Regions from separate parts of the Thunnus thynnus genome. Here region 1 is linked to region 2. The links are chromatin contacts, called in public Hi-C maps. All regions are on one chromosome and are shown on one strand. Each heading gives the region's core, a stretch centred on a gene start, on an enhancer-like site or on the middle of the called end of the contact. The rest is flanking DNA. Distances are from core to core; before and after follow the strand shown.

Region 1 (6,429 bases), core at 861-3,360, 170 kb after region 2:
CTGCTTCGCCTCCTGAACCATCAGCACCTCCTCCTGATGGACACACACACACACACACACACACACACACAAAATACAAAACATAATAATAATAATATTAATAATCTTTATTCTGCACAAATGTGGAAACTTGCCTCATCACAGTAAATCACAGGACAGACAGTAACGGTGTTTATGAATAAATTAAGTTATTGCATTTGGTATGAAAGACTTTTTGTAAAGGTTCTTGGTTGCTGCAGCGACTCTACATCCCAGTTATTTCTCATCTTTCCCAATAATTTTACTGGTCGTGTTTTTGTTCTCAGCACCCCGGAGACCAAACTACATAAACATATTCAACGTTAAAACACTTTCAACAAGAATTCTCTAGAATGTTCTTGCTCATATTGTATGAATCAAGCTCTGCGTTACTTTAGGAAACGAAAAAATCATGTATAATAAGAACTACATTATTTTTTTTATTGATTTATTTATGCAAATATGTATTTTTTCTTTTGATTTTGAACTTTCTTTATTATGAGTTAATGAATATTTTTTGTGTTAAATGTGTAAAAATTCTGTTGGAAAAAAAATAAACTAATTAGAAAACAGACAGCGTTGTCTGATTATTTTAAAGGAACAGTTCAACAATTTGGAAAATCTTTGTTTCTGATGTTTCTCGTCGATAAGCTGCTGATTCTGCAACCGATCAACCAGAAAAAAAACACAAAAACACAACAACTGAATGTTTGATCAGATGCAGATTTTTGCATTTTGATTTTTTTGATCGAATTTTATGCAGGTTTTTAATATTCAAAATAAAAACTAAAACACATAGAAGATAAATGAACAATGATCTCATGTGTGCATCACTTCAACCTGATGAATCTTTATATTAACGTCGCTACGAGAGCTGCAACAATCAGTCGATTGATCAATTAGTTGCCGACTATTAAATTAATCTCCAACATTCTGTTATCGATCGTTGTGACTCGTCCGTCTCGCAGTAATCTGCTACCTTGTCGTTGAAGATGACGGCGCAGACGATGAAGGTGACGGTCTTCCTCAGAGTGGCTGGTTTGCTCTGGTCCAGAGCCACGTCACACCCGGTGACCTCTGACCCCTGACCGCTCAGCAGCCTCTCCACCTGCTCCTCAACCTGCCGCCGCTCCTCCTCCGTCACCTCCATGGCTGCAGACACACACACACACACACACACACACACACATATTAAAGGATCATTCTGCTGATTTTCTGTATTTTTCTTCATGTTTGGATCCAAACCAACAATAAACTGATCTACTAACAAGTATTGTGTGTGTATCAAAGCTGATATATCTTATTCCTCCTCTGACAGTTTATTTAATAAAGGTTATAAATGGAACTCAAGTACAGTATTTTCTTTTTTATAGAACTTTGAGTCCTCATGGTTCTCATGTTCAGAAAATACATTAAACATTAAAGCTGAAGTCCAGTTATTTCTGTGATCTGCAGGAAGCTTTTTATCCAAGGGAGTGATGACATATGACTTTTCATTTGTAATAGCTTTAAATTAATCGCGTTATTCTTCTTTGCTTGCAATTTTTCTCAATTCCCGCAATTTCGCCGCAAAAAGAGACATAAAACATCACAAATTGTATCATACATTTTGAGAAAAGCAGCTGTAAAATCAAACATTTGCAGCTGCTGCTCTGTTTTGACATTTGACACCTTCACAGCAAACCGGAAGTAGTGAAACTCTTCCTCAATAATCACCAAAAAAAAACTTATTTTTGTGATTATTGTGATTTTCAGACAGTTTCCTCCTTCAGCGGATGAATGAAAACAAACTGTTCATCCATCATTCAGCACAGAGAACAAACATCCAGCTGAAGGAACAAGAAGAAAAACGTGTATCTGAGAGGAAAAGGAACTTTAAGTTGACAGAAATTCGTGAATAATTTGTCCGGTTTTTTCGTTTTTGAGACGTTTCCCGACAGGAAGTGATATCTGTCAAACACTCGGAATAAAATCACAAATTAAACTACGGACCTTCGTGTGATTCCCTGCTCTGTCAGCTCCTCTCTGCTTCCTGCTGCTGCTGCTGCTCTGTTTTGACATCTGACACCTTCACAGGAAACCGGACGTACTGAAGCTCTTCCGGTTCGGACGTTTCAAAACAGAAGCATCGATGCATATTTATTAACACTAGCACAGTTTGACCCATGCTATATGCTGTCTATATTTACATAATGATGTACTAACATTTAGCAACGCCTGTTAATCGTTAACAAAAGCTCTCAGCGGCCTTTCTACTGCGTCGGGCGCATAAATTGGTATTTTATGTTGAAGTCATTTACCGGAAGTCAGTTGTATTATAACGTGTCCGGCTTCACGCCGTGTCGTAACGTTTGTTAAGGTCACTGTTTACATCATTCAACGACTCTAACAATAAGTCTTCTCTCTCTGACGATCAGCTGACAAACAGACACAAACTGGTGAGTTCACATTTTAACTGTTTAATTACGAGTTAACGTCGTTTTAGTTTAATTCAGTGTTTGCAGCTTACTGAGAGTTTCTGATTGGTTTTATTGCAGTTAAAATCAGTAACAGTGGTGGAAAGTAACGTTAACTAAGTATATTTACTTCAGCACAGTTTGCTGTATCGGTACTTTTATTTAAGTAAAGGATCTGAGTACTTTTCCACCACTGGTTTGCTACTGGTTTTACTGCTAGTACTAGTTGCAGCCTACTAATATTTAAACTACTAGTTTTAACTGTACTCCCGCTACTGCCACCAGTACCACCAGATAATTGATCACTATTCAAATCAACTAATATTTTCTGATTGATTGGTAATTCTGTTATAAATGAGCAGCATTAATACTAATGTTGAGGATGAGCTGAGACCATGATGGTCAAACAGTACATAAAGTACTAAACAATGTTATTTATTCTATTTAATGTAGTTTTTCTGTCTTTTTTTGTCTGTTATTGTACATAATTAGATTCTTTTACTCTTGCAGGGTTAAAGTTCAGAGATCAGATTCTTCACAGGACGTCCTGCTTCTCAGCCAATCAGAGCTCCGCCTGCCCCCCCCCTGCGCCGGGCTCAGAGACGGGGCTGTTTGTAGAGTCGCAGCCTGAAATATTAACAGAAAAGAGACAAAGTGGAGCATCGTGGTGCGTTCAGAGTCCTCGGTGTTCCTCCTCTAAACGGTCTGTGTTGAGTTTTAAACGTGACAAACACAGTCAGAGCTCAACGTCGCCTTCAGTGTCAGTGTACATCATAAATCTGCCCTCAGACTGACATCAGAAGAAGATCAGTCATCTCCTGAGAGCTGAAAACTGTTCTGACTTTGTATTTGTAGGGAGAAGTTGGACATTAGAGGAGCTGCAGTTAAAGATACTCCAGTACTGGTGTCAACATGTCCTTCTAGCTTCCTGCAGACCTGCTTTCTGGTTATTTCTCTGTTGTTAAAGAAGATTCTGTCTCGTCTGATGTCGCGACACAGCAAGCTGCAGAAGCAGGTTCTGGCTCTGTACCGGCAGTTCCTGCGAGCCGGTCAGGACAAACCGGGCTTCATCCCCCGGATCCGCGACGAGTTCAGAGAAAACGCTCGTATCAAGAAGACGGACGTGATGCACATCGAGTATCTGTACCGACGTGGCCAGAGGCAGCTGGAGCAGCTGAAGGACACCAACACCAAACAGCTGGGCTCCTTCTCCAAACCCAAAGAGCAGAGCTGACCTCTGACCTCTGCACCACGTCATGTGACCCTGAAACACACCGACAAATACCTCACAAAGACAGTTATCACCGAAATATCATGCTGAGATGCTGCGTTCAAGTCCACTGGGGAAACACATTTCCTGCTGAGGCTGCTCAATGTGAAAAAAAACATGTGATGTGATAAACTTCATTAAAGAGTGACATGAACTGTGATACAGACATTTAACTGTCTCTGAATAAACGTCGTTTGACTTCATACAACTGTAACAAGAGACTCTGTAATGTGGACAAAACTGTGATGTGGAAAAAATTAATATTGTAGTAATTACCACAGTAAAATTACCCATAATTCAGTGTGTTTATATGCACCAAGTATCCTGGTTAAGGCTGGAGTACTCTGACAGAGACCAGGATACTGTTGCCTGTAAACACCAGGGGCCACATGCATAAAACTCAGAAAGCCAGAAACCAGAAATATGCAGCCGTATTCTTTTTTATCAGATTTATAAAGCTGTGCGTATGCAGTCATTGTGGAACTGGGCGTGTGAGCCTCATTACTACTCCCACAATAAACCATTAATGGATGAAGATGCCCTGAATCAGCTGTTTCATATCAATTCACTGCCTGTGTTGCACCAGTGATGATCTCCTACAGCAGAACAGCTGTTATTACATATCAGTTTCATGCATGTGGCTCCAGATCCAGGTGTCTGATCATGTGACTCATCAACTCAAGTAACAAAGTAGTTAGTCAGTAAAACAAGAAACATGATGTAATGATGATCAACAAGCTGAAATAAAGGAAAGTCTGACTGAAGACATGCAGAGTTGAGCTGCAGCTCAGCAAAATGTCAAGTAAAACGGTAAATGGACTGTACTTGTATGGCGCCTTTCTAGTCTTTCAACCGCTCAAAGCGCTTTTTACACTACGAGCCACATTCATACACCGAATGTGTACAGGGGGGCTACCATGCAAGGTCCCAACCTGCCTATCAGAGGAATCTAATCATTCACACACTGATGGAACAGCCATCAAGTCAAGTCAATGACTTTATTCGTCCGGTTTGAAACTGTTTCTGAGCGACTGCCGGCGGAGGATTTCCTCCTTCCTGAGACGCGTTATGGTAAAAACATGTTGGTGCAGCACATGTAGTAAAACTGCAACAGTACAGAGAAGATTGGTGCGGTCATGAATTTAAAGATATTTTTAACACAATGCAATCTAATAGCTGTTTCACAGATAGAGTATGAAAGTTATCAATAAAACCATTAGCGATGATTAGGCCCAGAATTATTAATAAGTGAAATGTGCAATAAATTGCTGTTTATTTAAATGTATTTCACGTTTGTCAATACTTCCTGCCAGTTTATAACAATCACTCCCAATAATATAACTAATGACTCATTAATTATGAACTGGACGTGGATAAGCAGCAGAGAAATAATGGATGAATGGATGGATGGATCAAGTCAAATAAGTTTTTGGGCTGATGGACCATCAAAACATCCATTGTTTTTCTGCTGCATGTCTCTGTCAGGCCGTATTCATACCAGGCAGTGCACCACTGCAAGGCTGAGCAGAGGTGTGTGGGGCTGTTTGTGCTCTAGAACGTAATCACTGTGAAACAATCAGGAAATAACGTTTTATTGATCACAAACAACATAAAATCCTGTGTAAACTTGAAATTGATTTCCGTGGGTGGCTCCTCTGATTGGATTAATTGAATTTGCTGCTTTAATGCTCCTTAATAATGAAGCCAGTCAGCTCAATGACATGTGAACACAGCGGGCTAAAGTGAAGTTTACTCGACGAGGATGGGATTCGAACCCACGCGTGCAGAGCACAATGGATTAGCAGTCCATCGCCTTAACCACTCGGCCACCTCGTCTGTTGACAGGGTGTCAATGTCCATACAGTCGTGGCGTTGTATGGACAATCTGTGAAACACGTTGACGTCGGGTAACGTGGCGGTGGTGAGAGCGGTCAGAGTCACGGGACTGAAGGTGTGAATAGTTGAGGAGCCTTTTCAAAAGGATTGAATCATAGCTGACAGTCTAACAGCCTGTTCACACATACAGACTTGAACACTGGAGACAACAGGATGCCTTTGGTTGTGAAGTGGACCCTCAAAAACTGCCACTGCTGCTCAAAGAGAAGTAGAGAAAAGTTCAACTTTATGCAGAAGTTAAGACGAGAGGGGGAGATTGAAAAAAAAGATGTGTGGGAATACTATTAAAAAGACAAATACATCTGATTGACAAGAGCCGTGACACTGTTTACATAAAAGTTGGTAAGCCGTTCAAGTAAAGGCGTGGACTGACCGTCCACCTCAAGGTGTAATTATCAGTCTTTACAGCTTGAGCACCTGGTGTGGAAGTTGCATGTGCATATGCATGTTACATGTAAGAGGACTCTATCTATCTCAATTAATCACACAGATGGGGTTGTTTGTTGTAGTGCACGAGAAAGTTCCAAGGACTATTACACAAAGAAAGTAAGAAAGGCTTGTGGAGAATGCGGGCATCGATCCCGCTACCTCTCGCATGCTAAGCGAGCGCTCTACCATTTGAGCTAATTCCCCTGTCATCTAAAAAGCACTCTCTTCACTTTTAATCACTCCCCCCTGCAGTCTTGAAATGTGTCTTTTCTTGTTAACTTGTAGTCGTGTAAAGACAGAAGATTGAATTGAACATGACTTGACGAGGATGGCATCGGAACAGATGTGTGAAGATCACGA
Region 2 (7,026 bases), core at 123-2,622:
AATAAGAGCACGAATTTTGATGCAGTGAAATAAAGGTTTTTAATATCGATTAATCCGTTGATTATTTTATGGAATAATCGGTTAGTTGTTTGATCCATAACATGTCAGAAAATGGTGAAAACTGTTTGTCACTGTTTTCCAAAACCCAAGATCATCAAATGTCTTGTTTTGTCCACAACACAAAAATATTCAGTTTACTGTCATAGAGACTAAAGAAACCAGAAAATATTCACATTTAAAAAGCTGGAATCAGAGAATTTGTACTTTTTCTTTTTTTTTTTTTTTTAAAAAAGTGACTCAAGACAATTAATCAATTATAAAACAGTTGATTAATTTAATAGTTGACAACTAGTTGATTAATCATTCCTAGTTCCAGGTGCTCAAATGTTTTAAAATACAACACATTGAAAGACACCAAACCACTTATTTTACTGCAATACTTTAACTGCATCGAGCTCATAATACTTATGTACTTCTACTGTAGTAGGATTTTTCATGCAGGACTTAAACTTGTAATTGAGTATTTTTATATTGCTGTATTAGTACTTTTACTGTAGTAGAGGATCTGAATACTCCTTCCACCACTAATTAAACCTCATTAAATTTGGAACAAACCTTGGTCAGCGCTTGTACGCAGTATTTTATTTTAAACCTTCTAACCGGAGGTGTAGTGTTTCCCGCCGGTTACCTTGACGCGGGTTGTTGTTGTTGTGCGGGTTCTTTCACCGCCGAGTCCCGCCTTTCTCCTCTTGCTAAATAGTGATCCCGAAGAGTGACGGCGGCGCGGTTTGCTGCTGACCTTCCTGCGAAATACTGAGACTCTCTGTTGACCTGTTTTTTCTCTCAGTCGGAGCAGAACAGCAGAACAGCTCAAACACGAACAGCATCTGGTCTTTTTTGTGAGCTCGGAATTTAAATTTAACGACACCGCACGCGTCACACATCGTTAAGTTAATCAAACCGCCACTGCATTGTAGTGCGGCGGCAGCGCGGCAGGCGGCGCTGTTGGCTGGATACAACGAGAGGCGGTAACTGTAAATGTTTTAACTGATCCAGAGTCAGATCTGATAGCTGCTAACTGTGTAACAGAGAAACCTACTTAAATAAGCGCTGATCGGGGAACAGCTCCAATCACTGTATCATACGTTGGAGGCGGCGCCGCGCGCCAGGGAAGTTGCGTTGGTTTGGATGCCATTGACGGTCCGTACGGGCGGTGTTTGTCGATATAAACAGTAATAGACGGAAGCGCCGCTCACCCGCGTAACCCTGCTGATAAAAACACAATGACAAACTGTTAAATTACAATCAGAGCGGAGGAATTTTGGTGAAAAACGAAAGCCGAACCTCCTCTTACAGTTTACCGCTCCGTTAGCGAGTTTAGCTGAAGTCCATGATAGCGCAGACACATAGCTATAATCCACACAGCGGGACACCCTGGAAGAGACGGAGGCACCTCAGGAGGATGGACGGCAACACGGACTCCATGTGAAAATCGTCCCGGCAGGATGTGAGATGAACCGGGAGAAAACAGCGACCGAGGCCAACGACATCATGTTGGTCCGGAGCTCGGTGAGTTAGCCGTGTTAGCACTGTCGGCTAACGGAGGTCTCTACGAAAATAACCGTTAAAAATTAAAGATAAACAGTTGACAGCTGCCGGAATCTGGTGAATAACATTATACAACAGTAACACAATGGAGACGCTCGTCTGTCATGTAGGTGAACGACGGTTCATAATTCGGACGGTTAACGTTAGTTAGCTCGAATGCGATGTAACTCAACGTTAACCGGTAATTCTCTTTTTCACTTAACTTAACGTTAGCTAGTTAACGGTAAGTTCAGGTCAAATGACGATTTCACAGTTTATCAAGTGAGTCTTAAACCAACAGTCAGGAGCCTAAATGAACATTAAAGCTGTTTTGTTTGCTGTAATCATTCCTCCTGTTCATACTGACCATTAGAAGATCCCTTCATAATGACCTTACAATGGAAGTGATGGAGGACAAATGTATTTAAAAGTTTATCTGAAGCTAATATGAAGCTTCAGCGTCTAAATGAGTCAAATCAAGTAGATATCTTTCAACGTTACAGTCTTTTTAGTGCCAAAGTTCCCCTTTTTGTTACTATACTTCCACCTGCAGCTCAACAGGGAAACACTGTCCGAGGAAACACAAAGAGGGAATTTGATGCTAAAAAGACTGTAAATGTGTCAGATATCCACTTGATATGACTAACTCAGACTGCTGAAGCTGAATAGAAGCTTCACATCAACTTTTAAATGACTGTGTGGACACACTGTGGATTTGAAGGATCATTTAATATCCAGTATGAACAGGAGGAATGATTACAGACACCTGACTGCTGGTTTAACTTGTCCTTTAACCACAATAATTAGATAACGCTGCCTAGTTTCATGGGAACATATCTGACTGCTCTCTGTGTGTGGAGGAGTCAGATGTTTACCTGATGGCGGTTTGAACACCTGTTTGCAAATGAAGGCTGTTTATCAGCAAATGTACACAAACAAACTCTACACAGAACAAACTTTGACTCTGCTAAATGATAACTTTCATACCGATTTACTATGGTATCAATTTGCATGTAACTGATTCCTCAACGGGCCCTTCATGTCGGTTTAGTATTTTACAGCTGCGTCATATAAACCAAATATAAAAGGTGAAACTTTGTGTTGAAAGCAGCTTCTACTGGGTCTCTGCCCTTTCAATGAAAACATGATGCATTTGACAGTAAATATTTCTATATATAATTATCTCATTCTTTCATATGTGTAGTTTAAAATAAAGTTTTCCACTGGACTATTAGTTGTGAAATACATTCAGCTTCACATCAGATAGTTTAAGACCACAACTAACTATCACTTTCGTTTACAAAATGTGAGAAATGTAAGTTCCCACAGCCCCGGGCGATGTCTTCAAACGCCTGAATCTCTATGAGCTCCAGTCTAAAACCCAAATACATTCAGTTTACAGTGATATAACAGAGAAAAACAGAGAAATCCTCACATTTGGAGAAACTGGAACCAAAGAACTTTTAGTGTTTTTGTGTGAAACATCACAGTTAGTGATCAGCTGGAGGACGTCTGGCTTACCTTTCTCAGTCTGATGCCACTCTGTCTCAAGACAAGACTCCGATTCATTTTCTGTCAACTGACAAATCAATGAATCAATGTTTCAACTCTAAAATAGTAAAGAAATACTTGTAGTTTCATTTTGATTCCACGTGACAAATTAAATGTCATCATGCAGCTCTCTCTCTCTCTCTGCAAGGATGAGAAACACTCCGACTACAGTACAGTCGGTATCAGCTGCCTGTTGTTTACCTGTGAAGCCACATCACAAACAGCCTCACTGATAATAATATGAGGAAAGTATAGAAGAGCAGATACAGGATATCAGCTTATTTAGACTGTTTAGTTTGTTAAAGCTGCTCTGGTTGAAACATAAACACACGTTTAGCATCTGCAGGTTAAGCTAACCTGTTGTTGCTAACTGTGGAGCTAACCTTCACTTTACCAGCAGCCGGTGAAACAACAGACGAGACTTTTCTTGGTCTTGAGAAGCCGCAGCATTTATTAACAGACACGCTGTCGTGAGACTGATAACTTCCTGTTAACCTCTTCCTGCTCTGCTCTACATCCACCCTCACTTTTCCGCCGCTCGCTCTCTCGCTCAACCGCTACGCACACACATGAAGCACTGCCCCGTTCTTTAAAAGGTACAGATTTAGATTAGTTCATATGTGTCATCACCGACAGCTGTGCAGTTTTCACATCTGTCAGATTCGATGCAGTGTGGTGTATCATTAGTGTGAATGTTTTTACTACGTAGAGCATAAAACTCACACTCAGTTTGGATATTCAATTAAAATGTTGGACAGTAGATGATTTGAATATTGTCATCGATAACAGCGTTTTCTACCTGTCATCAGTTTGTACGCTTATACGTTTAAGTTTTTGCCCACAAACTTTGCTCCAAGTTTGCATGTTTCACACACTGAACAGCAGCCTGAACATTCAGATTTCTGACTGCAGAACCTGCTCGACAAGTGAGTGTTTTCCTACACAGACTCTGCAGCTCCGAGTCTACAGGTTCAAACTTAAAGGGTCATTCTGCTGATTTTCTATATTTGTCTCTTTCAGAAATAATAAGTAACTTCAGATTGTACAACGACACACGATACATAAATTACTACATAGATTTCTTAAAAACATGACTTTATTTCTTCAGCTTTTAAATGTTCTGCTAAATCTCTCATCCAATGATGGCAGCAGACTGTTTCTGGATCACAGATGATGAGAGTAGCGAGGTCAAAGGTCACATTCATCTTCATCAGCCAGTCATACTGTCGGAGCGAACTGTCGGTGCAGGATGTTAAGAGGAGAGCAAGAAGAAGACTTTCGTTTCGATCTGATCGGACAGGAAGTGAGGTGATTCTCGCAGATGAATCTTTAATGCTTCTTCTTCTTCTTCTTCTGGCCGCAGCACGGCCGAGGACGAGCCAGAGTGACTCATGCGGTGGTGGTGATCTTCCTGGAGTTCTTCGCCTGGGGGCTGCTGACCACGCCCATGCTGACTGTGAGTAAACACGCCAAAACATCCCCTTCATGAGGTAAACATGCACCAGCAGCTGCAGGGTGTTTATTTGGTTTCACACGTCTCTCTGTGATGAAGACGAGTCTCTTCTGATAACAGATGTTTTTGTGCTTCTCCTCATTTCTGTCCTTATTTCTGTCATAGTTGTTGTTGTTGTTTGATGTTCAGATGATCGGTTGGATTTCTGGCAGATCAGAAATGAATTTTAAGTCGTCTGTCTACAGTTTGATCAGATCCTTGATCACATTTCCAACATGGCTGCTGTTACAAACTGTCGTGAGCTTGTTTTGAATCTGATTGGAGGATGTTTGCTGTTGTGGTTAAACCGTCGAGATGGAAAAACTTAATCTTCACATCAGAATCCTCCAGACATCTGCAGCTCCACATTCGTTCATACTCACTGTTCTCTTTCTATTGTTGAGGATGATGTCGTCTTCTTTGAATAAACTTTATCGGTTTCATGTTTATATTCAGGTGTGAGCTCAGCCAGTCAGTGTAAGAGTGAAAGTTGCACGTCTGGCTGTGCAGAGAGGGAGATTAAAAACGTCTAGTGTGAGTTCACACGACATAAAAGCTTTGATAAGATGCAAAGCGTCTCTGATAAAACATGATCCTCGACTCTGAAGGTTCATCAGACGCCAAAACATTTTCCAGCTGTGGAAAGACTCAAACAGTGGAGATGCATCGTTCATGTTAAAGTCCCTGAATGTGAGCTTGTGTATATCTGATTGGATAACGTGGTGCTTTGCTGCAGGCTCAACTTTTATGCAGACGACCCTCTGATTTATAATTATCAAAACAGCTGGCAATGCAAAAAATGGAGGCAAAGTTAAATTTGTCTCCTTTGTTGCTGATCTGATGTTGTGACTCATAACTGTAATAAGATCTGAACCTTGAGTTTTCTGATTGCGGTAAAACTAACTGTGGTTTATCATGTAACACGAGTCACTTCCTCTTGATGGATTTTTATAACTTTGAGCATTTCTTGCTTAAACTAAACACGTCCTGGACGATGAAGCTGATATTCATCTCAGCTCCCGTGAATGAAGTGAGGTTTGATAAAGCAGTTGTGAGGATGTGTCCCGTCACGTCTGCTGCTGCATCACACAGATAAAAAGGCTCAGTATGTGTGACTAGTGTGTAACAGGCGAGTTAACTAATGTTTCCATAGCGTATTTTTTACATTAGTCACATAGCTGGCTCATTAAAACACTCTTTAACACGCTCCATGGCCATCAGTGTGCGTGTGTGTGTGTGTGTGTGTGTGTGCGTGTGTGTGTGTCTGTGTGTGTGTGTGTGTGTGTGTGTGTGTGTGTGTCTGTGTGTCTGTGTGTCTGTGTGTGTGTGTGTGTGTGTGTGTGCGTGTGTGTGTGTCTGTGTGTGTGTCTCTGTGTGTGTGTGTGTGTGTGTGTGAGTGAGTGAAGATAAGAAGTTAAACTGACGTCAGACCTGAAATTAAAAACACATGTTTGACATTCGGTTGTCGTTTCAGGTCCTTCATGAGACGTTTCCTCAGCACACCTTCCTGATGAACGGCCTGGTTCAGGGTGTGAAGGTAACACACACACACACACACACACACACACACACACACACACACACACACATCAATATAAAACCATCACATCAACCTTCTGGGCTCTGAGACATTTTTTTTCCTGTTAGTTTTAACACAGAAACATTTGTATGAACTCAGTTCTGTAAGTTACAAGCTACTAATCGACATCATCTCTTTCAGCTCAACATGAGATCTGTGAATATATGAGCTGCAGTGATGTCACATGACATTATAAAAAAGTTAGAAGACCAAGAAGTCAAAAGAAAAAGTCAAACAGAAGTTGAATTTTTCACCATTTGATCCGTTTTCCACAACAAACAGCTCTGTGTAAATGTTAAATGTCTTCACATTTGTAGCCTGAAGCTTCGGCCGACAAACAAAAACAACGTCTCTATTACTCAGAACAACAGTTATTTACATTTATATCAAAACCGTCTGGATTCGTTTCTTCATTTCTGTTCAGTAATAAAATGTTTGCAAACAGAATAAAACCACATATTTGACTGTATGTGTAACGAGGATCACTTGAGACTGTAAAGAGTTGTTTGTACAGTTGATATTAGATAAATAAACACATAAAACATCAAATTATGGCTTTTATAATTTAGCTGATACGACCCCAGAGGCTTAAACGGACAAGTGTTGGTGAGAATAAAATGTTGTCATAATTAAAAAATACAACATTGGACGGAGGCTGATTTTATGGGGGGGTTTTTTAACGTTTGTTTTTTCTGTGTGTGACGGTTCAGGGCTTCCTGTCGTTTCTGTCGGCTCCTCTGATTGGTGCTCTGTCAGACATCTGGGGCAGAAAGTCCTTCCTCCTGATGACGGTCTTCTTCACCTGCGCCCCCATCCC

What was found. A called contact is a pair of places that touch in the nucleus more often than the background predicts.
Region 1: a Hi-C map of heart shows a contact between it and region 2, with 6 times the contacts expected there. The contact joins the promoter of nudt18 here to the promoter of spinb in region 2. A contact is called at or near these places in 2 of 3 Hi-C or Micro-C datasets (heart and muscle).

The regions. Positions count from the first base shown.
Region 1 is chr2:39,191,230-39,197,658 of fThuThy2.1, forward strand. nudt18 (nudix (nucleoside diphosphate linked moiety X)-type motif 18) reads right to left here and starts at 2,111. Exons shown (of 7, transcript XM_067573987.1): 1 at 2,011-2,111; 2 at 998-1,170; 3 at 1-33. The coding sequence starts at 1,168. It overlaps sdhaf1 (succinate dehydrogenase complex assembly factor 1), which reads left to right and starts at 2,324. Exons shown (of 2, transcript XM_067573999.1): 1 at 2,324-2,456; 2 at 2,985-4,508. The coding sequence starts at 3,460. The coding sequence ends at 3,708. trnas-gcu (transfer RNA serine (anticodon GCU)) reads right to left here and starts at 5,580; the gene lies at 5,499-5,580. It overlaps trnaa-agc (transfer RNA alanine (anticodon AGC)), which reads right to left and starts at 6,273; the gene lies at 6,201-6,273.
Region 2 is chr2:39,017,129-39,024,154 of fThuThy2.1, forward strand. spinb (spindlin b) reads right to left here and starts at 1,373. Exons shown (of 7, transcript XM_067573816.1): 1 at 1,355-1,373. It overlaps mfsd14bb (major facilitator superfamily domain containing 14Bb), which reads left to right and starts at 1,433. Exons shown (of 12, transcript XM_067573767.1): 1 at 1,433-1,569; 2 at 4,502-4,594; 3 at 6,105-6,167; 4 at 6,920-7,026. The coding sequence starts at 1,513.